Linked DNA regions of Anas platyrhynchos: region 2 is linked to region 1. The links are chromatin contacts, called in public Hi-C maps. All regions are on one chromosome and are shown on one strand. Each heading gives the region's core, a stretch centred on a gene start, on an enhancer-like site or on the middle of the called end of the contact. The rest is flanking DNA. Distances are from core to core; before and after follow the strand shown.

Region 1 (3,471 bases), core at 425-2,924:
AAACACATGATGTTGTTAAGAAGTGACTAATGTAATTGCATCTTTTTCACTTGGTTTGAACTTGTTCCTTCAGGACAAATAGTTAACATGTGTCTGTTTTCACTGGGGGGAAAAAGAGGGTGATTTTATAGTTAGCACAGTTATTTTTTGCCACATGTAAATTGTTTGCTCACCTTTTGACCTTACATTCAAAAGCCATCAACTTTGCTTGGATTTGTGTTTAGGGACATAGTGGAATAAGACTAAAACCTAACATTAGTGGAGAGCTTGGATATTAGAGGTTGGCATGTCATTATCTTAAGGGATGTATGATTCCCTATGAAGTATTTTAGACTTTTGCAACTTACTATTCAACAGCTCGAAACGTTCTTAAAAGTAAATAAATGAACTGAAGTTATTATTTGCTTCACTCTCACAGGCCCCAGAAAGCTTTTCAAAACATAACTAACACTTGAGTCTCCTGAATCTACTGCCTGGACCTTGGGACTCTCTCAGAGTTTAAAGGCAGGGTCTCAAACACTTGTTTTCAAAGCAATGTTTGCACTGTGGGCTTGGGGAATTACTTGCTATGAATTCATAAAGAATACACAGAAGTGCAGGATGGAAGGGAAGAAAGCCTGTTCAAAAGTTCCCCCAGTTTTATCTAGATGAAATTTATGAAATCGTTTCCATATATATATATATATATGTATGTATATAACTATGATCATATTGTACTGAAAAAGAAAAAGAAATCTCAGGAAAGCTTTAAGGTACTCAAAACTATTGTGTACCTGCAATATCATTATGTTTATCAGGGACATTGTCTGCCAGGTGTCTATTCCATGAAACATGCAGCTAAACCTTCTTTCTTGAGTAAATTCTGTGTCTTTGCTGCATCGTTGACAAGCAATATTTTAACAATCCATTTGGGTATCAAAAGGCATATACAGCATTAGTTATCACCCATGTATTTTTTATTTTTGTGACCTGTTGGTCATTCCACAGGAGTTTTGTGGAAAAGCTGAAGATGAAATGTGATTTTCAAAGTCAGCATTCATGTCATCAAAAAAAATAATCAATGTTCTCTTTCGTTTTCTCCCACCCCTAATTCATCCCTTACCAGCTTCCAGATCCTGTGATGAATGAGAGAGGAATCCCATCAAGAGCAACCTCCTGTACAGCAAAGTCCTGATTTGCTCCATGGCTTTGTCCATCCGGTGCCCTGCAAGCTGGGGAAAAGAATATGCATCATGCATTTAATTTTTTTTTTTTATAATGTGTCTGAACTCTCCATTCTTGTATTGCCTAATTTCAGAAGGCTCGATTTCATTCATCAATCTTGTTCATGTTTTTTAAATATTGTTTTTAAGTGTGTTTTTGCTTTCAAAAAAGAGCTTTTGTTTATTAAAAATCACAATGGTAAGTTGGATGCTAGTCAAGCCAGGCCCAGTTAAAGTCAAAGGGATGGAGGATGTCAATTAATGAAACAGTAAAACAGCAAAACAGCATATACCATTTACTGCAGATGGAAAAAGAAAAATAACACTGTTCAAAATTACAGGTTATGTTGTTATTTTTACTGTTTGCAACCAGTGTGGCTATTTCTTCCTACCTCCCCTGACCCCTCCCCTACTGTTTGTGACTCCCTGTCTCGCTCCATGCTGACTGCACCCAGTTGCAGGCTCCACCCTGACATTTTTCACTTTCCTGTTTTTGGGCTAGCTGTCTCTTGTAATTAGGCTACAGAGAGATACAATATGAAATCATGCCATATGTTCTCACTCAGTATCTCTTCACTGCTTTCCTGGCCTCAGTTGAAAAGGACAGCTTTTCCACAAGCATCTGCCAGCTGATGACTGCTTAAGCTGGAAAATAGCTCCCTAGTTCCCATAAAGAAGTACTTTTCCTTCCTTGTCTGGTGACAAACCTACACTTTTTCTAGGAAGGGCGTAAGCTAATGTTGAAGGCCATTAGGTTCTCAAGCTCTTTTTCGCAGAAACTCTTTGCGGAAAGATAAGATTTTAAATCTTATCTTGCATCCTTCAACGGTGTGCATACAGCACGTCTGCATATTCAGTGTGCAGAGGAGAGACTGAGTTTGGCAGTGAGATACCTCCTCTCATCTACATCTCAAGAGAGAGGCCATCTGTCATTCTCCATTCAGATTTGCACCATACTTACAAATTGAAACATCCTTTTTTTCTTCAAATATGAATTTTGACTCCTTGACCTTGCAGTGTAGTAGAGTCAAGACAACTCCACCTCCTAATTTCCATCGTTTTCTAACCCTCCAGGCCTGATTCTAGGTGACCTGAAAATTTCCCAAGTGTCTGTAACTAGGTGTTGGTATGTACATAGACGTATGTGCTGTAGAGTGATGTGAAGATAGGGCTGGGTTGGTATTCAGACACACAGACACATTTGACACTGAGGAGCAGCCTGAAAAGCTGGGCTTCGAAACAGCTGTAGGTGTTGCTGGCTCCTGCCTTTGCCTAGTGCATAGGATGAAAAAATTCTCTCCTGGGAATAAGAAAGACCACATCTAAGATGATTTTTAGAATGAGGAAAACAAATCTCAGTGCCAGAAATGTGCCACAATGAGACTGCATGTGTCTGGATATGGAAATGATGAGGTCCTGTGACTGTCACAGTTCTGTTCTCCTCATGAACAGGGGAGAGGGGGGACAGACTCATCCCCCAGCTCCTCCCTGAGGAGGTCGTCTGGCTCCCTTTCACCTGCCCTTCTTTCTCCGTTCTCCCTGAGTGCAAAGTATCTCTGTGTCCCTGGAAGTGGCAGGATGAAGGATGGAAAGAAAGGATGGATTAGGAAATATAGCTCTACTTAAGTCTCCTTTCCTGGTCCTTCATGTGAAGAAATAGCCTAGGTGTGCCTAATTCTGCCAGCTTCTGGGTTAGAGAATTCAGACTATTTATTTATAGCCACAGGTGTTGATACTAATTCTCATTTTTTATACAATTTCTTTTACATTTGAAATTCATTAGAGAGCGCCTTATGCAACCTTGTTCAACCTTACCTATCTCCCAACCTTCCTTTGCAATGAGATAATCTAATGGTTTTGTAATTTATTTCAGTAGCTGGCAGCTTGTCTGTCCGTCCTCCTTTTTTTTTTTTTTTTTTTTTTTTTAAACCCTAGGAAAGCTTTAGATTTCCTGCCAATCAGATACTAGACTGATTGTGCTTTTCAGATCAAAGATTTTCTTAGTCTCCTGCAACTTGTGGTGCTGATTTACTTGTGTAAGAAGTGTGGTATTTACATAATGACACAATTAGGGAGAATGGAAGAAATGTGAGAAATATAATTTGTGTTAGTTAATTTCCTGCTCACAGATTGTGTCAGAGAGCTAAGTATGTTCCACTTTACAAGAGCCTTTCAAAATAAACATTAAAAAACCTCTAGTAGTTAATATCTGGTTTTGAACCAGTGTTTACTCTTCCATTGTTTCAAATAAGAGATTACTTACTTTTGA
Region 2 (3,471 bases), core at 498-2,997, 38 kb after region 1:
TCATCTTCAACACTCAGGAAACTCTGGGAAACATCCTCTGCTTTAAGAAAGACGCATACTTTGCCACTGAATCACCGCTTGGCAGTACGGACACTTGCGTGCGTTCTTTCAGAATTGTACTTTTGGTTCTACATGATTAGTTTCTCTATAATGAATGACAGTCAGTACTTTGGATTTTTTACTTTAGAAGTGTGGTTTTGACAGATATGAGATACCACAATTATGGAAATAGTGATGCATGACAGATTCTAGAAATGACTACTTCAACTTCCAATATGTAGGTGTTACTCTTTCTATGAGACTGATGGGTTTCTGGCATGCTCCGTATTCCCTGGCTTTCCTGCTTGTTGCCAGCTACTGGGAGAGACTTCTTTCTCTGAATCCTCACGAGTCACCAACTTTCAAACTAGTTGTGCAGCTTAGTTGGAAGCGTTGCTATCATTCTTTGGATATTGTGGAATATTGCACAAATGGCCACTCACAACACCCTAGTATCTTTGTTCTTAGGATTGCTATAGCCTATGAAATGAATGTTTCAGTGTTAGCCAGTCACCTTAACATCACCCTTGAGTCAAGAAAAGGCAAAAACAGATTAAAATATTCCTTAAAATATTCCATTAAGATATTCCATTAAAATATTCTCCCGTGAAGCAAAAGCAGATTAAAATATTCTTTTAACAGAGCTAAAATAAATAGAAGAGTTTGCAAAGGTTTATAAACACAGAGACAACAGGAAAGAAATTTACTCATCTAGCTCATAAGGGTTTGTCTCACCCTTTATATCATCCAATCAGCTGACCAGCATTAAATGGCTTTCCTTTTTGACACCTCCATGGCTCAGAGAAGCTCTTCATCCTAAAATTGTCAACACAGAAGAAGCCCAGTAGGACAATCCCGTCTTTTCTGTAATTAGTGTTAATGAAAACAAGAGACAAGCAATCTTGCCCTTTCTCCCAAAAAAAAAAGACTAAGCTTCCCATTTTGGAAATGGTTCTGTAAGTCTGGAACAGAGGATCGGCTGTGCCATTTAATAATTTAAAATATTCCTTCCCACACTTTTCTAATCCCTTAACAAGTCCCTTCACACTGCTTTGGGAACGGCTCAAACCCAAAGGGGAACTTTTTTATTTTATGTTTTTATAATTCATCTTATGAATGCTTACTTCATGCGGAATCTCAGTGGAGTTAGTGCATGTAGAAGGTTTTGAATAAAAGCAGAGATGGGAATAAGCAGTTACTGAGTACCTTGCAGTCAGGTTTTTGAGGAGTGACCAAAATTATGTTGGTTGGAATCAAAATGAAGGAGGCTAAGTCAAATTCAAGGAGGAGAGGACACTGAATTGAAAAATATGGGCAATTAAGCGATTCCAGAGGAACTTTTCCCTGTTTGGAAAAAAAATACATTTTTATGTTTGAACGTGCTTAATTTCACCATCGAAGTAAGGAATGAGACCTTCTATAAAGTTACTACCCAAATCCAGACAGAAAAAGCTAATTGTTTGAACTGTAAGAGTGATGCCCTGACACAGTAGAAGGGACAGACAACCGAACAGGACAAAAAGCAAACACTTACAGGACAGAAAGCAAACAAGCTCTGCTCCAAACCCAAGCATAAGCTTATAAACTCATAAACTCATAAACCATAAACTCATGTTTATGGCCCTGAGGAGCTCTGAGGAGGGCTTCAGACCACCCCGCTCACGAACCTCCCTGATCCCTGAGGGAAACCGGGCTGCCCTGAGGCCGCCCCCTCGGAGCCATCCCCCGGGCGGTGCAGGCCGAGGGGCGGCCCCGGGGAGGGGCGAGTCCCCATCGCGGCTCGGCGGCCGGGGCGGAGCCAGCTGCCCGCCCGCTATGTGGCGGAGCCGGGACGGCGGCCGAGGCTTGGGAAGCAGACGGAGGTGAGGAAGGGCTCGGAGGGGCTCGGGGAGACGCCTCAGCCGGAGGCGCGGCGGGGAGGGCGGTGAGGGTCCGGCTGCGCGGGCCGCGCGGGGGCGCGGCCATTTTCCCCCCGGGGCAGCGGGGGCACGGAGCAGCCTCGCTGGGAGGCGTTTGGCTTCGGCGTGCCCCTCTGCTGCCGCTCCGCGGGTCCCATTGCACAAGGGCAGGCAGGGAGGAAGGGCAGGGAAGCGAGAAGTGCGGGAGCGCCGAGCGTGCCACGTTTAAAGGCTTATAGCAGGAAGCAGGACAAAGCTTTTCGTAAATCTCCTTGACCTGGTAAAGCACCGCAGCAACTGTTCATTGCACAACCCTGATCAAACAAGCGCTTCAAGCACTTTTTTATTTATTTATCTGTTAGTTATGATGACGAGAGCAGGCTTTGGGCAAAAGCGCTGCCCTGGCAGAACTGCTCGCGGATCTGCCTCCAGCAGAGCTCGGGGCTGGGATGGTTGCAACCAAGCCACCGCATGACAGCTCTCCGGGGTGACAGCTCGGTAGTTGTCACCCAGCAGTTCCCGAGCTGAATCACGGCCCCAGTTTTCAAGTTTCCAGGAGCAGCTCTTAACTTCGGGGAGTTTTCGCCAGGGATGTCAGGAAACTGCTGGATGCGTTTTGGTTTTGTTCCTCGTAAAGTTGGTAGCTTCGCTCTTGTTTGACTTGGACTCCCTGCATGTGCTTAAACTCTCAAAAACAGTTCCTAAATGGACACACTGGTCTTTCATACCGATTGTGAAATTGGGATGGGTTGAAAGCTGGGGAACTGGTATAAAACTTTTGGACAAATGTTTAATAACACAAAATCCTTCACTTAGATCCTTTAAGGTAATCCTCAAGTAAGAAATACTTTCTGGTTTTGGTAAACATTTTTTTTTTTTTCAGAGAATATTACATTTTTATATTTTTTTTGCATCACTGTGTGTTTTTTATATTTATAGTTTTATCTACATGACCCCTCCAGGTCCTTTTAAATGGCTTCGTTCTTTGAAAATGATGGTGAAAAAGTAATAATTTACTTTCAATTTAAGTAACAACTTTTTCATATTACTTTATATTGACAGGTATCAGGAGTTGAAATGACATAGAAAACTGCTACAAGCTCTGACTACAAAATGAGCTTCTTCCACTTGATGCTGAACGCAGAAACTGGGTTTGATTTATTTGAACACTGGTAAGTTCACTTCCTTAAAGGTAGTGTGGATGCTCTCATTGTCTCCAGTTTGATGTGAGGTGGAAATCTGTGGATAGGTAGCTTTTCGTTTTGCTGGCATCCATGGTTAATTATCCACATCTGCAGATATCCATCTGTATGTCTGGACATCCATCCATCTCTGTTTCTCTCTTCCCTCTCTTCCTGTGCTTTGATGAAAGGTAAGGCAGTACCTGTAACAAACATTTAGCTCAGAATCTAGGCATATGGTTGCTAACACTTTTTCTCACAGCTGAACTAAAAGATGTCTGATATGGTCAGCTACATTTGGCTCATATGTTGAGCACATTAGACAGGAAAGTGGGGACCTCAGGTAGAGCAAA

The links. Hi-C and Micro-C count contacts between places; a contact is called where the count stands out from the background.
Region 2: a Hi-C map of subcutaneous adipose tissue shows a contact between it and region 1, with 1.8 times the contacts expected there. The contact joins the promoter of LOC101794055 here to the enhancer-like site in region 1. A contact is called at or near these places in 5 of 8 Hi-C or Micro-C datasets (F1 follicle, liver, skeletal muscle and 1 more).

What each region holds. Positions count from the first base shown.
Region 1 is chr1:141,143,822-141,147,292 of IASCAAS_PekinDuck_T2T, forward strand. It overlaps LOC119715628 (a long non-coding RNA gene), which reads left to right. Exons shown (of 2, transcript XR_005262885.2): 2 at 1,106-1,671. Among named protein-coding and RNA genes, the nearest start is that of IL18RAP, 130 kb to the right of the region's middle. Within about 2 kb of position 1,675, at least 1 of the 8 cell types and tissues checked has an H3K27ac peak or open chromatin away from gene starts, as enhancers often do. A contact at or near this core is called in subcutaneous adipose tissue, where this site is marked.
Region 2 is chr1:141,181,733-141,185,203 of IASCAAS_PekinDuck_T2T, forward strand. It overlaps LOC101794055 (interleukin-1 receptor type 1), which reads left to right and starts at 1,748. Exons shown (of 13, transcript XM_027445720.3): 1 at 1,748-1,901; 2 at 3,000-3,109.